Regions from separate parts of the Mus musculus genome. Here region 2 is linked to region 1. The links are chromatin contacts, called in public HiChIP or PLAC-seq maps. All regions are on one chromosome and are shown on one strand. Each heading gives the region's core, a stretch centred on a gene start, on an enhancer-like site or on the middle of the called end of the contact. The rest is flanking DNA. Distances are from core to core; before and after follow the strand shown. Region 1 has its middle 11 kb from the start of Gm35457. Region 2 has its middle 13 kb from the start of Gm35551.

Region 1 (7,423 bases), core at 3,272-5,771:
ATATACCACACATCTGTATCCTGGGCTCTCGTGATGTGCCTGCTCTCTGGCTGAAGGGTGAGCACAGCCCAGTTAGAGGAGCCCAGAGGCCTCCACCAGGAAGCACCGTGACAGTATGAAGGTGCTGAAAGGGAAACGTCGTCGAGCTGCCCGCACGAGCAAGCCATGGTTCAGCGCTAGCAAGCTGGTGAGAAGTTTCTAAAAATATTGGTAAAGCCAGCTGTGGAGGGGACATTCACCTCAGAATCAGCAAATGTCACCCAATACAATAGCTGAGAAGAGGGCCCGCTTTCCTCTGCTGGACGAGCGGCTCTTGCTTTCTGTCTGTGAATGTTCTCAGAAGCAGAGCACATTTAGCCCTGGAGGGGCAAATAAGAAACTAGCTGGATGGGCCACCATAAGACAGAGCCTTGCAGGGCGAGAGATAATCGTTAGCAGTTTCCTAGCGTCTTCCGGGATGTGTGATCTAAATTAAGGTCCTTATGGTTCAGGCTGAGTCTGTGCCACAGCCTTTCCTTCCTTCCTGAGGGTTTTCTGTGCGGCCACAGGAAGTCCCGGCTGGAAGACTCTGTTCCTTATTGTTCACCTGCCAGTCTGCCTCCATGTTTTCTGGCCAACGGCCCCTGACCCCCCAAAGGCGGGAGGACACCTTTCTCTCTCTCCCCCATACTCTCTCTCCCCCATACTGAGAATCTTGCAGTGGCTCCCTGCTCCTCTCCTGGTGTTCCAGATGGTCCCACCCCGACCCATGGCTGTCTTCTGTCTTATCCGTGCTCACGCTCAGCATTGCTTGGGATAGTAAGTTCTCCCACAACGCTAACGTCAATGACATCATTCACCACAATTTTGGACAGTAAATCACTCTGTCCCCGTGTCAGATGCTCAACGTGGATGACAGTTGCCCCTTGAGGCTGGAGAGGGGATTAAATGACATGGTCTAGGTTGGACATTGGGCAGGTGGTTGGTTCGGGTGTGGACATGATGGCACCAATCCGAGTCCTGGTTAAGGAGTGCACCGCTCTCTTCCTCTAAGAAGATGAGCTAGAAGGATCAGGAGAGCCTGGGACTTTGGCTCAAAAGTCAGTGCTTTCGATTGCTCACCCGGACTGAAGTTGGCTATGGCCTTACATGGTGAATGTCACTCATGGGAAGCCGGAAACAAAGGCTGGAATCCACTTTCTATCAAGACCCTCAAGATCTCACCTCAACAAAACACCCAAGCAAAACAAAACAAATAAATAATGTAAACAATAAACTGCAGGAAGCAAGATTTCCAACACTCCATTTAATCTATCCCAATGCCAGGAGAGACCCTACAGCAAAAACCCACAGAGAGAAAAAATAGCATTTACTTCTCCTGAAATGACTGGGTCCTCTTCTCCGGACTCACGGAGCCCAGAAACTTCACTCCATAGTTCCTATTAAGAAGAAATTAAATATATTACAAATTAAGTCAGAAAGTTTAGCATTCAAAAAGTGTGGTGGGCCAGGGAGATGACTCAGCAAGTAGAAGCACTTGTCCACAGGCCAGGCAACCTGAGTACAATCCCCAGAACCCTTGTAAAAAATAGGGGGCTATGGATTAAATATGTAATGCCAGCTCTACTGGGTGGGGGGTGCGCATACGTGAGTGCAGAGACAGACAGACAGACAGACAGACAGACAGACAAAACAGAAAGACAGATGTAGAGAGAGAAACAGAGACACAGACAGAGAGAGATACAGAGACAGAGGCAGGAGTCATCGGCGAGAAGCTCGGAGCCAGCTAATCTGGAGTATCCTGCTCAGTTTTAAAGATGGAAGAGGGCTGGACAGACTGTCTCAAAAGTTGTCCTCAGTTCTCTACTTGCATGCATGCCATCTTCTCTCTGTCTCTGTCGCTCCAACTTTATAAAATGTTCTTAAAATCTCCAAATTGTCTAGCTAAAACCCCTATTTATCAAAATGATGGAAAGTTTCTGGCAAAGATTAAAGATGGCAGCAGGGCTTAGCAACAGATGGAAAAAGACAATGGGGACTTGGTCGTCAATCAGCAGTCGTTCCTAGTGATTACACACAGGGATCTGAGGCACTTCAAGGCAGATGTGAACTGGGGACTTTCTCCAAGGTTCCTGAGCCTTGGTACCCAAGCACATCTCTCAAGGGCCCAGGGCAGCCCAAACTACTGTGGAGGATCTGTCCCGCTCGAAGTCTGTGGAGACAGAACCTGGTCCTTTAGCTCAGACTCTCCAGTGCTTCTGTACAGTCCCAAAGGTCTCAGAGCCCTGAAGGCCATGCCTCTCCCATGGCCCTATCCAAAGGCACCTGCTCACCCACCAATGGTTCCCACCTCCCAAGTCACATAGGCCTGACAACTTCTCCATTCAGCCGGAAACACGGACCAAAGACTTCCTTCTCTCTTCGTGATAAGGAAAGTTCAAACCTCAAGAACTCAAAAGCCAAGAAGGCCGAAGGAAACTTTGCTTCCGCCTCCTCTCTGATAAGATCCAGCCTTGAGAAAGGGCACTAATGTGAGCTAGCCTTTCACTGAGCTGTTTTGTACAGTTACCTTGAAGTCAGCTCTACCCAGCAGACAGTGTGCTTAGAGGATGGGGCACTAAACTAGGGTCTCACTGGCTCACAATTTTACTCCATTGTATTTTAGTTCAAGCATCACTCATTGTTCAGAACTCGGTTCCAAAAGACATACACTTAAGGTGGGTCACCATGGAAGGATCATCTTTTGGCCTTTGTCACAGAGCTAGCTAAGCCCAGGCCTGAAGTCGCATAAGATCTGAATGATGCAGGAGAGTGTGATTTTCTTTGCTTGTTTGGTCTTTTTCCCCTACAAGTTAGCATCATCTTGCCAGCATCTCCTTCTTGGGCTTTGGGCATTGGTTCCAGAACCTCTGTGCTGCCCTGGTCTTTTAGACTTTTTTGCCCTGAGCCTTGGAGAAAGAGATTCTTTGGCACCTGCAGGTTGAGTCATAAGCATGACTTTACCTGTAATGTATCTTTGTCTCAGAACCAATCTGCGGGTAAAGGGAACATGTTCTCAGGCTACCTGAACAGGAAAGCTCAAAGCAGGGCTGCAAGGTCAAAGCCAGTGAGGGCTACATAGTGGGCACTTGTCTCAAAAGCCAAGCAAATAGCTTCACAAAAGAGAAGGTCTCTAATAACAAGCGCTCTGGGCAGGGAAAGTGGCTACACACACACACACACACACACTGCTTCCATCCTCACAGTGCTCCATCTGCCAGTGTTTCAATGTTCTCTCCCCGATGTGACATTTACTGAAATGTAGCTACTGCTGGGAAGGGACAGGAAGCAGGACCTTTAAGATGTGAACAGGTCAAGATCCCTATTGTTATGAGTGGATTAATGCCATTGTTGAGAGAGTAGATAGACTAGTTCCCTCTGAAATGGATTTGTTATAAAATAAAAGTTTGTTCTGTCTCTCTCCCTCTGTCTCTGCCATATTCATTCATTCATATATATATATATATATATCCCAACAATGCTATGATGTAGCAAGAAGGTCTCTTGGATACCTCAGTGTCAGTCTCCTGAATTGTGAGAAGTAACTCTCCTTTCATGATAAACCACCCGCCTGCGGCATTCTGTTACAGACTAAGACAGTCACTCATTCTCCTCTAAGGTTATCGTCGGGCACCAGCTACCCTCTGTTTTGGGACTTCCTTGTTTGCTAGAACTCCTGAGATCCATACCTTCTCAAGTTTCATAGATAATGGGCAGGGTGGAGGTGGGGTTGATATACATCCTGAACAATATTTTACTCTCAGGACCTCAATAACTACACACAATAACTAAAGGTTGGTCACAAAACGTGCCTAGAAAGGAAAGCAGGCAGGATTTGAGCCTGTGGATCTGCCGCATTGAGGGGACGTAGTCCCAGGACCGAATGGGACATCAGGACAGGACAGGTGAGACAAAGCGCCCTCCAAATTTCGATTTCTCGTTTTGGACAGTGTCTGTTCCTCTCTGACTGTGAGTCTTCCTCATCCGACACGTGTAATTGTGACGGTTCTTCGACTGTAACTCCTTGGTTTGGGATTCACCAAGGAAAACAAACCTCCGCTTGCCTGTGAGGGTTTATCTAGATTAGGCTGACTAGGTGGGAAGGTCCACCCTAGAGTGGGTGGTACCATGTCATGGACTGAGGTCAAACATTGAACGGAAAGGAGCCTGCAAGGTGAGCTGCAGCAGCATCTGCTGTCTCTTTGCTTCCTGACTGTGGATGCGGTGAGATCAGCCACCTCAGACTCCTGCCGCCAGGCTTCCCTGACACACTCTGACGGTACCCTCAGGCTACGTACGAACCAGAGTAGACCCCTTTTCCTTAAGTTCCTTTTCTGAGGCATTTTATCACAGCAGCAAGACAAGTACAGAATAGAGTAACAAACCCACACTCCAGTAAGCCCCATCCCTGCAGACGACCCGTCCCTTCCTCTCCAGCCTCTGCAGCAGCCCCACCCCTCCTTCAATGCCGCTCGTCTCATCTCTGCCTTCGGATTTAACTCCACACTCTCAGCTTTCTCCCCTAGGCTCTGTTCTCTCTTTCACCACACCACACACCAGATGTGTTTCTCTTTTACTCGCTGTCTTCCTGCTTGAGGAGGAAGCTCCCAGAGGGCAGTTCTTTCCTGCATTGAATATTGTATCCCAAGGATCTAGAAATGTCTCCAGCACATTGTAAACACTCAATAAATACTCGTGGGACGAATGAACGAATGAATGCATTTCAGAACATCTCCTGGCAAGCCATCTTGGATTCAGGACGGAGTAGCACTGCCACCTGTTGCCAGAGTTTTGTATTGTGAATACAAACTCAGGGTGAGCAGGAAGAGGCTCACCCTCAGGGGGTCAGCCCTGTCACTTGAATCCTATTCCATGTTCCAAATGCCACCACCCGACTGTAGCCATCTCAAAGACCTATAGCCTGTGACTTTTGCCTGTTTTATGCCCCTAGTCTGCCAACACCTGGTGACACCTGGCCAACCATTCTAGGAGTTTGCTCTGATGTGTCTAACATCAACCATGCACAGGAAATATTTCCTAACCAGAAAAGGGAATCATAAAAAAGAGCTCAATCCTGAGAAAGGATGAAAGAGAGAACATGAGCTGTAGGACCACATGGGATGTGGGGCCATGTGGGATGGGGGACCATGTGAGATGTAGGACCACATGGGATGTGGGGTCACGTAGGAAAGGAGACCACGTGGGATGGGGGGCCATGTGTGGGATGGGGGACCACGTGGGATGGAAAACCAATGAGAAAGCCTGAGGGACTAGCCTAGTTCCAGCTCGACTTTGAGTCTGCTTTGGTCTCTCCTCTATAAGAAGATGGCCTTGGGCTACATGGGCTTCAGCCCTGACTTCCCTAACAGAAAGGACAGGAAGTCCATGGCATCTTCAGGTTCTGCAGTCAAGTTGCTTGGGTGCCCGTGTCCTAGTTGAGGGTCTCTTCACTGTTGGTTGTGGGGACCTCTTGACAGCTGGTCTTTTAATTGCAGTTTCCTCTCAAAGCCTTACCCCTGCTTGAGCTCAGCCTTCATGGCCTGGCTCAGGGGCCCCAGTACCATGACAACCAGGATCCTCCCCATCCTACACACACATACACGTACACACACTTTGTGTTTGGTCTGCTTCTTTTAACTACCTAAGGGTTGATCTAAGCTGACCTCTGACTTTCTTTGGGTCTCTGTAGTCTGTCTATGCCAGCAAGGAACGACTGTCCCGCCCCTCTGTTCAGGTTGGGTACCCTCTCCTTCTGGCCTCTGCCCAAGCTCTGCTCAGCCCAGATTTGTGTCCATTGATCCTAGACCGCATGTGATTTAGAAGACATGTTAAGGGTAGGCTTCCTGGAGGAATTCCTGGGGCCTCTGAATCCACCTATGCTGGGTGGTCAGAAGATCTGGTATTGGGAACAATTACCTTGTTCCAGCTCAGGAGGAATGCCGTTGAGAAGCAAGCCAGGCCACCTTGTGACACTGGAGAACTGTCTGCTTGAACGCTTTAAGGAGCCCATAGAAACCCACCTGTCTCCCCTTTCTGTGCCCTGCCCACTTCTACTCTACAGAAAGAGGGGGCTCTCCCTGCTCTGCTTCTCAGCCTCCCTCCCTTTGAGCACTGCTGCTCTTCCAGCCCAGCTGCTGTTCCGGGAGCGCGCCTCTAGGGAAACAATGGACTGAGTGTCCTTTGTCAACTCCTCACCAAGGACTCTGTGAGCTCACTGCCATGGGAGCTGCTTAACTCCCAGAATGCCCTGGCTTGTCCGGCTCCATTTAGGAGCCTGTGAAAGGGAAGGTCCCATGGAAGTGACAGAAGTCATTAAGCCTAACACAGATGAGGTTGCTGTGAAATTTTAGCAGTCAAATTTACATTGCTGGTAAGAATTTTTTTTAAAGGATATCAAAAGATTGGCCAAAAAGCAAAATAATTTTTATAATGATTCTATATTAAAGTTACATTTTTATATATTGAGTTCAATAAAAGCATACTGCTAAAATTAAGTTTTCTTGGGTTTATTTGTACTTTTAAAACGTGACTAATGGAAAATTCTACCTTAAATACATGTTTCACTTTAAACTTCCTCTGGGTAGAACTACTTTAAAGAGCTGGGACCAGGTATGGTAGCACGCATGCATCAGAGGCAGGCAGATCTCTGTGAGTTCAAAGCCAGGTTGGTCTATACAGTGAGACCATGTCTCAAAAAAAAAAAAAAAAAAGTGTGTTTGTGAGCTGTGCACAGTGCCTCATTCATACCTGTAATCCTGATGCTACGGAGGCTGATGTAGGAGGATTGTCTCAAGTTCAAGGCTAGCCAAGTTTACATATTAAGATTCTATATTTAAAAGTGGGTTGGAGGATGGAAATAAGCCAGGTAGTGGTGGCTCACACCTTTAATCTGGCACTCAGGAGCAGAGGCAGGTGGATCTCTGAGTTTGAGGCCAGCCTGGTCTACTGAGCAAGTTCCAGGCCAGTCAGGCTACACAGAAAACCCCTGTTTTTATTGTTTTTTGTTTGTTTTGTAAAGTGTCTGGACACAGAAAAAAATATATATGATTTATTTTATGTTCTGCTACAGCATTAGGCCCCAGTACACCATACCAAACCCAAATGGAGTTGCTTGTACTAAAAATGAGACCAAAACTGTTGTCTGACATTTCAAGAAACCAGCAATGATGGTAGTCAGATTTCCTAAACTATTAGCATAAAAATTAAGTTTTCCTCTGCCTTAACTCTTGAAAATAAAGACACCCCCCCCAAAAAAAAGGAAAAAAAGGAGGAAAATAAAGCCACCCCAGACGGGCCAAGCCCAGCCACTTATTCTCTCTTTCTCCATCTCACTGTCCCCTTCTTCTTGTGTAGCTTTGGAGTCATCAGTCTCAGCTGTGAGGCTCATACACAGCTCTATGCCCGC
Region 2 (7,423 bases), core at 2,721-5,220, 120 kb before region 1:
TTCAGCAGGGGCCCGAGGACAAAGGCTTGATCTGGGTCCACATGTCACTTGGGACGCTCTTGGAGCAAGAGGAGGGGCAGAGTGAAGAGCGGGGAGGAAGAAAAGGAAGGGGGAAGGAGCTCTCACCGGAATGCCTTTTTATGCTGGAAGCAGAGGTTGACTGTGCTGGACACATGCCCCACTGCCCTCGAGGCCCAGGTGGTGACTGACTCTTAGGGGACAGACGGATAGCACAGAGGCTAAGAAGGGAGACGCTTTGGGTGTCTCCTCCAAAGTGTGGCCAGACTCCTCTGCTCCTTAGTCCTCTCCGGTCACCTTAATAAAATACCCAAACTGGGGTGGTTCATTGATGGCTGACATTCGCTGCTCTAGCACTGGAGACTGGGAGTGCTGGGTAGGGATGGAGCAACGATGATTTTAACCAAGACCACTCTTATAGAAGGCCTTGCCCCCACCAGAAACGTCATGCGCTTGAGTGGAGCTGCTCTTCCAGGAGAGTTCCCATGCCCAGGACCAGGAGAGGACCCCATCCCAACATGAGACATGTAATACCAGACACAAACCAGCCTGGGACCTTTCTCCAAGCCGTAGCAAGAAGCCTGCTCTGAGGATGGGCGCAAAGAAGGGCTTCTGGGTGCTCGCTCACTCTGCCATGGACCATCCAAGGTCAAACAGCCCGCTCAGTGTGCCCTGGTGAGGGAGGACAGCTGTTCACCTCAACCCAACTCAGGACTCCGTGCCAGCTGTGCGTCAGCGACTCTGCTAAGTGCCAGAGGGAGACAATGCAGTTCCTTTCCTCATGGGGTTAGAGGCTACTTAGGGTTCACTGGTGGGTCAGTGTTTCTCCCAGGCTGTGAGCACAGCTCGGTGAAGGCTTAGCAAGCAAGCAAGCCCCCTATCTTACTCATCTCGTTGAGGAAATACTAGTAATCAACTTGAAATATTCAGGGCTAAGAAGTGTGTGCTTGAGAGTAACGGACCCATTGAAGCACACAAGGCAAGATTCAGACTGTGGGCCTCTGTACGTGGGCCTGAGTGTGTTCACTAACTAGCCTTGGCTAAAGAAGAACCCCATTAGCTCTGGCCTGAGTGTGTGATACTCATGTAGTACTGATGTGTAGTGCTGACGTGTATTGACATGTAGTTCTGACATGTAGTATTGACATGGGATACTGACATGTAGTGTCGACATGTAATATTGATGTGTAGGCTGTAAAATCTACGTGGTCTCCGCTAGCTTCCCCTTTTTGTTTGTTGTTTTCTTTTACTTTTTTGAGTAAAGTTCTCTTGTAGCTCAGGCTGGCCCTCTCACTTGCTATGGAGCTAAGGCTTACCCTTAATTTTTGATCCTTCCGCCTTCACATCCCAAGTCCTGGGGTTATCACCACCACATCTGGTGTTTGTTTGTTTGTTTGTTTTCTCCTGTTTTTCTCAATTCAGTCTACGCACTGATCATTTCTCTGTCCTTCTCCCCCACCCCAGCCCCCACCCCATCAGCACTGGAATCCATGGGCAAATGACTGGACTCCAGGTTTAGGGAGCATTCAGTGTTCACAAACCATAATGTTAGCTGATCTGAGATTCAGAGGCTAGTAATTCCCTTAAGGATTGTCAAACCAGTTTGGGGTTCACAAAGTGCTTTGATGGAAGATACCTGCCTTTGAAGGCAAGTGCTTCTGGGAGGGAACGTGGTAGGGGATGGGGCTGCAGGCAACAGGAGGTGGGTACAGTGACTGAATGTGGGGATGCTGGCCCTGCGGTTTACATGTGTGTCCGGGATGCTTCAGCAGCCTCCAAGGCTAGCCCAAGGGATCACTGACGTGCCGCTTTCCCCAGATTCGCCCATGATTTATGCTTCTGAAAACATCTGAGGAAAAGTTAGACATCTTTACCTTTTTGCTTCAATTACTTCAGGCGAGATTCTCAAGGATGCTCTTTAATATAGTCTGCTTTCCTTTCGGTGAAGCCGTATCCCGTATCTGGTGGGCTATTCTAGCTTGTAAATACAGCCGACTTTGCGGGAGTCAGCTAGGCTTATGATGCTGTGCTGGTGTCCTGACCACTGGGGGATGCCTGAGCCCCAAGCCTTGTCAGAACTGTGTTGACCTCAGGAGCCCTGCTTGGGTTTGCTTTCTGCTGGACAGCTGGTCTGTGCTCTCAGAGGCCCGGCTGGGCCTTGGCTGGACTCTGTTTTATCTTGTTTCTCTCCGCTTTGTTCTGGAATTTTCTGTGCATTTTCCCCAATCCACAGATATGACTGTCATAGGGTATTGGCTTTCCAGTGTCTAGCACGGTATGTTGGCTACAGAGTTAGCTTGGTTGGGCCCCCTCTGTGCCTTGGAGGTCAGAATGGGCTCCTTAGCTAACAAGGGAGCTTTCCCATCTTCATCTTGCCAGGAGGACCGAGGCTCTATGGCGGTCTGGCTTGCTGTCCTATGGTCCTGCTCAAGACTGGAAGTCTTAGGCAAAGGAAACATTTTCCAGAGCATGGCTGAGAGGGACAGAACGTCTCAAGGAGATGGGCTGGGTTGGGCTGGGCTGGGCTGGGCTGGGCAGGCAGGGTTTTGGAAAGCCCCTGCTTGTTCTGGGAGCTGTTCAGAACCCTGAGGTTTCAGAAAGCCATGGCGGCTCGTCACAACTGTTGCTGCACTGAGGAGGAGGAATGGCCTGGTGCCTAATGCCTTGGGTTTAGAGGGAAAGGTGAAGCCCAGCCTTGCCAACCTGGAACCTGGGCTTCTGCTGGGCCTGGGGGAACACTGGACTTTGAAGAGGAATGGAGCCCTCAGGCCAGGGCCTCTGAATGGTGAGAGAGTGTTGCCATGATCAGCCATGACTCAGGTTTGGTGGGCAGTGGCCTTGACACAGCCATGAAGGCTTTGGGCCTGGTCTCTCAAAGACACCTCAGATGGAGCTGGTAGGGGAACCCCCATAGGTCCCATGAACAGAACATGCCAAAGTCTTTTGCAGTACAAGGAGAGGTCAGGGTTTTAATACGAGCCTTGGTCCAGGGCTTTGAAGTCAGGGAGGGTTTAGGCTTGAGGAAGGCCAGTGTCTCAATCTCTAGCAGCTTTTTCTTTCTTCTGCTCCGCTTTGCGCACAACCAGCATGCCCAGGGTCCAAGCAGCCCTGCTCTGTGACCGTGGCCTGTCACTTCTGAAGATTGTCTTCTCACCCATGAACTGGGGCGGAGCGCTGAGCCACTTTTGCGGCGGCTTTCAGAGAGCTTCCAGAGGGCTTGAAGAACAGGAAAATGCAGATAGATGTCCAGCCTACCGCTTCACTTTAAAAATAACGTTGTTTATCGTTACCGTGGGGTAGGGAACATGCTTGAGGGGTGGTGCACATACGTGGAGGTCTCTGCTTCCATGGTTAATAAGGGTCACAGGGATCGAGTGGAGGTCTCCAGGTTTAAAAGCAAGCACCTTTATCCACGGAGCCATCTTATAGATTTGGTAAGGTCACAGTGGGCCTAGGCAAGTTTCCCCAACACTCCTCGGGGTCCTTGACTTTAACTACAGACCCGTTCTTCTTGGTGTTGTGGAGGGCCTGCCGGGTAGGGCTCTAGCCTGGGCAAGCAAGTCCATTTAAGTTCTCCTAGGAGCCAGTGTAGGCACGTGCCGTTCCCATTTCCACAGCTCGAACGTATCGGGGCCCGACAGAAACCTCGACGCTTTCAGCACCCTGTAGCCCGCAAAAGAGACCCTGCGTCCTGCCCACCCTGGCTCCTGGCTGCCCCGATCCCTCTGGGGGGCTCTGGAGGAGAGAGAACTGGGTCTCCTAGGTGCGGTCGGTCCGTTCTCCCATGGCGCTGACGTTGCCCTGCGGCCCAGCTGGCTGCAGTTTTTCCGCAATAACAATATCCCGGGGAGGGAGGAGCGGCGGGTGAATGAGCGCCTTTGTCCCCGACCCTGTGAAGGCCGATTAATTATGCGCCTCGGAGCGCGGGAGCGCGGTCGTCAGGCCCCCTGCGCGCCCGCCCTGAAAAGCCGGGGCTTGGGAGCGCGGCCGCTGGCTCCGCGCGGACGCACAAAGGGCTGAGCATTAGCAGCCCGGCAATTACCCAGCGTTTTGGACGTGTCCTTGTCTCGTTGACACCGCGCCGCCCCTCCCCAGGCGGCTGCACTTTGAGGATTTGCAAGTCCTTTCTTGGTTGCTAAGGGCGACTAGGCAGAGGGGTTGGGAGCTTGGAGGGAGGGGGGACGCCAAGCCTGCCCTGTTGGAAGTGTCACGGGCCAAAGTGGGGGAGGGGCGAGTGGGTGTCACCCCTGGGGACCTGGACCTTAGGGCTCTGAACAGGCAGATAGATTCCTGAGCGTCACCCAGAGGAGTCCCTGACTTAGTCGGTGTGGAGTGTCCTTTAAGCATCACAGATACAGTTTTTAAAAACCTACCGTGGAATAGTGAAACAAAATGTATAAATTAAAGTTGCTTGAAAAGTATTGAAATTTATTAGTGTGTGTGTGTGTGTGTGTGTGTGTGACACACGCATGTCCTCTGTGTTTTTACCACAGTGCACATGTGGATGGAGGTCAGAGGACCACTTGTGGGAGTCAGTTTTTGCTTTCTACCATGTGGATCCTGGGAGACTAACCCCAGCTCCTCAGGCTCCGCAGCAACAGAAGGCTGATGACCCTTCTCGATGGCCCTTTATGGCACAGCTCCTCAGTGTGCCTTTTGCCACATCTATGCCCTGTGCCATCCACAGCACACTGACAGAACAATCCTCGGTCCAGAATGTTCCCTGAATCCTCCTACCAGCCCCAACCTTCCAGGCTCTGCTGTTGGTGACATATCCTCTAAGTTTCATGTGGCTTTGGATTGAAGACCCATGGAGTCCTGCAATGTGTGCTGCTTTATCTCAGATTTCTTACTGGAATCCATACAGTGTATATGCAGAGTTAGTTTCCTTTATTAAACAGTTTATCTGCAGACTAGGCACCTAAGTTGTGGCTGCTGTAAGAAGAGCTGCTGTGATCATTTTGTGTTACATATGTGATCATTTTGTATACATATTTTTACCTGTGTCCTTTGGGTAAATATCTAGATGTGGAGTTGCTGGGGAAGGCATTCCGTTGTAAGAAAGCAGGCTGGTAGCCAGGCATGGTGGTGCATGCCTTTAATCCCAGCACTTGGGAGGCAGAGGCAGTGAGCAGATTTCTGAGTTTGAGGCCAGTCTGGTCTACAGAGTGAGGTCCAGGACAGCCAGGGCTATACAGAGAAACCCTGTCTTGAAAAACCAAAGAGAGAGAGAGAGAGAGAGAGAGAGAGAGAGAGAGAGAGAAAGCAGGCTGGCTTTGTTTCTCAAGCACCTACACTCTGTGTGTCTCATAGCATAGGGGAAGTGTGTCTACATTCTAGTTACTCTGCATCTGTGTCAGCACTTGGCATTGTCAAAGGTTTTGAGTTCTGCTGTTCTAACTGCTGTGACGTGGAATTTCACTGCCTGAGCTCCAAGGACTGTGTGTGCGTTGTATATATGTACACATGTGTGTGCAAGTGTACACACACATATGAAATCCAGAGGAGGACATAAAGTGTCTTTCTATATCACTCTGTCTTATTCCTCTGAGATGGGGGTCTTTCACTGATGAAAGCTTGCCATTTGGTTCAGGCTGGACAGCCAGCAAGTGTGCTCTGGGGATCTTCCTGCCTCTGCCTTCCAACACTGGGGCTACAAGCACATGGGGTGAGCGCTAGGGATTCCAACTCAAGTCCCCGTGCTTGTTCCCAGAGCCTCATGCCCACTGAGCCATCCTCCAACTCGGGCGGCAGGATCTGGCTTGAGACTCTTAAAGTATTCTGTAAGTATTGCGATATATTTAAGAGGTGCAAAAAAAGAACTAATCAAAGCCCACGCAGCCCCTCCCTTCAGTGACCCCGCCCGCTACTCCTCACCCCCATCCTGCAGTGATGGATGCTAATTTTTCACCATCTGCAGAAAAATCCTGCCTGTACCCTGCTCCCTCACCCCCACAGTCAGGATCATTGTTCAAAGGTGGCTGGCTAGTGACACTTCCAAGTGTGGTTGTCCTTGCTGTTGCTGTTGTCTCTGTGTGTGGTACTGGGAATCAAACCCAGGACTTTGCTCACGCTTGGTAAGCAACCTTTCCCGAGCCTGGCCCTCCACGAGGGATCTTAGCCTCAGCTTCCTGTTTTGTTTGGCCCTCAGGGTGCAGAACTTCAATGGCACTCTGTCTGTGCCATTCTCCACAAACAACCTTACTTGTCTTATTGATTTATTCATTTATTTAAAGGAATGCCCGTTCATTCATTTACCACCCAGGACCTCCATCCCTAAGTTAAGGAACACATTCTTGGATGCTGGCTGAGTGACTTTTTCTATTGCTGATAAAACACCCTGACAGAAGCAACTTGAGGAGGAAAGGGTTTGTTCCAAGATCCAGTTTATTGTGGGAAGCTCCTGGAGGCAGGAGTATGAGGCGATTACTCGGCACTCACACCCTGGAAGCTCATGTTAGACAGCTTTCCCCCCTCCTTTCTTTCTTTCTGTCTTTCTTTTTTTTTTTTTTTTTTCTTTTTTTGAGACAGGGTTCCTCTGTGTAGCTTTGACTGTCCTGGAACTCACTCTTTAGACCACGCTGGCCTCGAACTCACAGAGATCCTCCTGCCTCAGTCTCCTGAGTGCTGGGATTAAAGGCGTGTGCCACCACTAATCCACTTTAACTTTCCCCTTTTTAGGCTATCCAAGATCCAAGCAGAGTGAATAGTGTCACCCACTTTTAGGATAGGTCTTCCCACCTCAGCTAACCTAGTTAAGATAATTCCTCATAGGCATGCCTAGAAACCAGGAGGCAGAGGCCATGGAAGGATGCTGCTTACTGGCTTGCTCAACATGGCTTGCTTTGTCTGCTTTCTTATAGAATCCAAGACCACCAGCCTAGGGATGGCACCACCCACAATGGGGTGGGCCCTCCCTGATTAGTTACTAATTAAGAAAATGTTCTACAGCTGGATCTCATGGAGGCATTCTTCTCTCTCCTCTGATGATGCTAGCTTGTGTCAAGTTGACACACACAAGGAGGCAGAACAACTACCCTGTTGGGTGTGCTTTTGGTTAATTATGCGACCACCCTGTTTTATTTTACCCCATCATCTCATTCCTGTTGTTATTGTTATCGTTTTCCCAGATGAAGTTTCTCAGTGGCTTTTTCAGACACACATGACTGGCCCAGAACTCATTCTATAGATGAGGCTGGCTCAGAGATCCATCTACCTCTGCTTCTAGAGTGCTGAGATTAAAAGTGTGTGCTGGGTGCTACCACTTCCAGGCTTCACTCCATTTCTAAAGTAGATAAAAGAGAAAGGCAAGCTAAAGAGATGCCTAGAAATGAGCTGTTCTCTAAGAAGCCACCCAGGATGGAGGTGTGCCTGCCCCCCCCCCACTCCCCCCACTTCATAGAGC

What was found. HiChIP or PLAC-seq counts read pairs in DNA pulled down with a chosen protein or histone mark.
Region 2: a contact with region 1 is called in a KLF4 HiChIP or PLAC-seq map of embryonic fibroblasts, with 5 read pairs. The contact joins two enhancer-like sites. A contact is called at or near these places in 2 of 15 datasets of contacts at CTCF or cohesin (the NIH/3T3 cell line and large pre-B cells), 35 of 484 Hi-C or Micro-C datasets (the AML12 cell line, B cells, the Ba/F3 cell line and 21 more) and 7 of 115 datasets of contacts at active chromatin or transcription factors (the HPC-7 cell line, embryonic fibroblasts, heart atrium and 4 more).

Annotation. Positions count from the first base shown.
Region 1 is chr17:83,970,964-83,978,386 of GRCm38.p6, reverse strand. No RefSeq gene overlaps it. Among named protein-coding and RNA genes, the nearest start is that of Gm35457, 11 kb to the right of the region's middle. Within about 2 kb of position 4,521, at least 134 of the 459 cell types and tissues checked have an H3K27ac peak or open chromatin away from gene starts, as enhancers often do. A contact at or near this core is called in cerebral cortex, embryonic fibroblasts, hematopoietic stem and progenitor cells and 1 more, where this site is marked.
Region 2 is chr17:84,093,253-84,100,675 of GRCm38.p6, reverse strand. No RefSeq gene overlaps it. Among named protein-coding and RNA genes, the nearest start is that of Gm35551, 13 kb to the right of the region's middle. Within about 2 kb of position 3,970, at least 164 of the 459 cell types and tissues checked have an H3K27ac peak or open chromatin away from gene starts, as enhancers often do. A contact at or near this core is called in cerebral cortex, embryonic fibroblasts, hematopoietic stem and progenitor cells and 1 more, where this site is marked.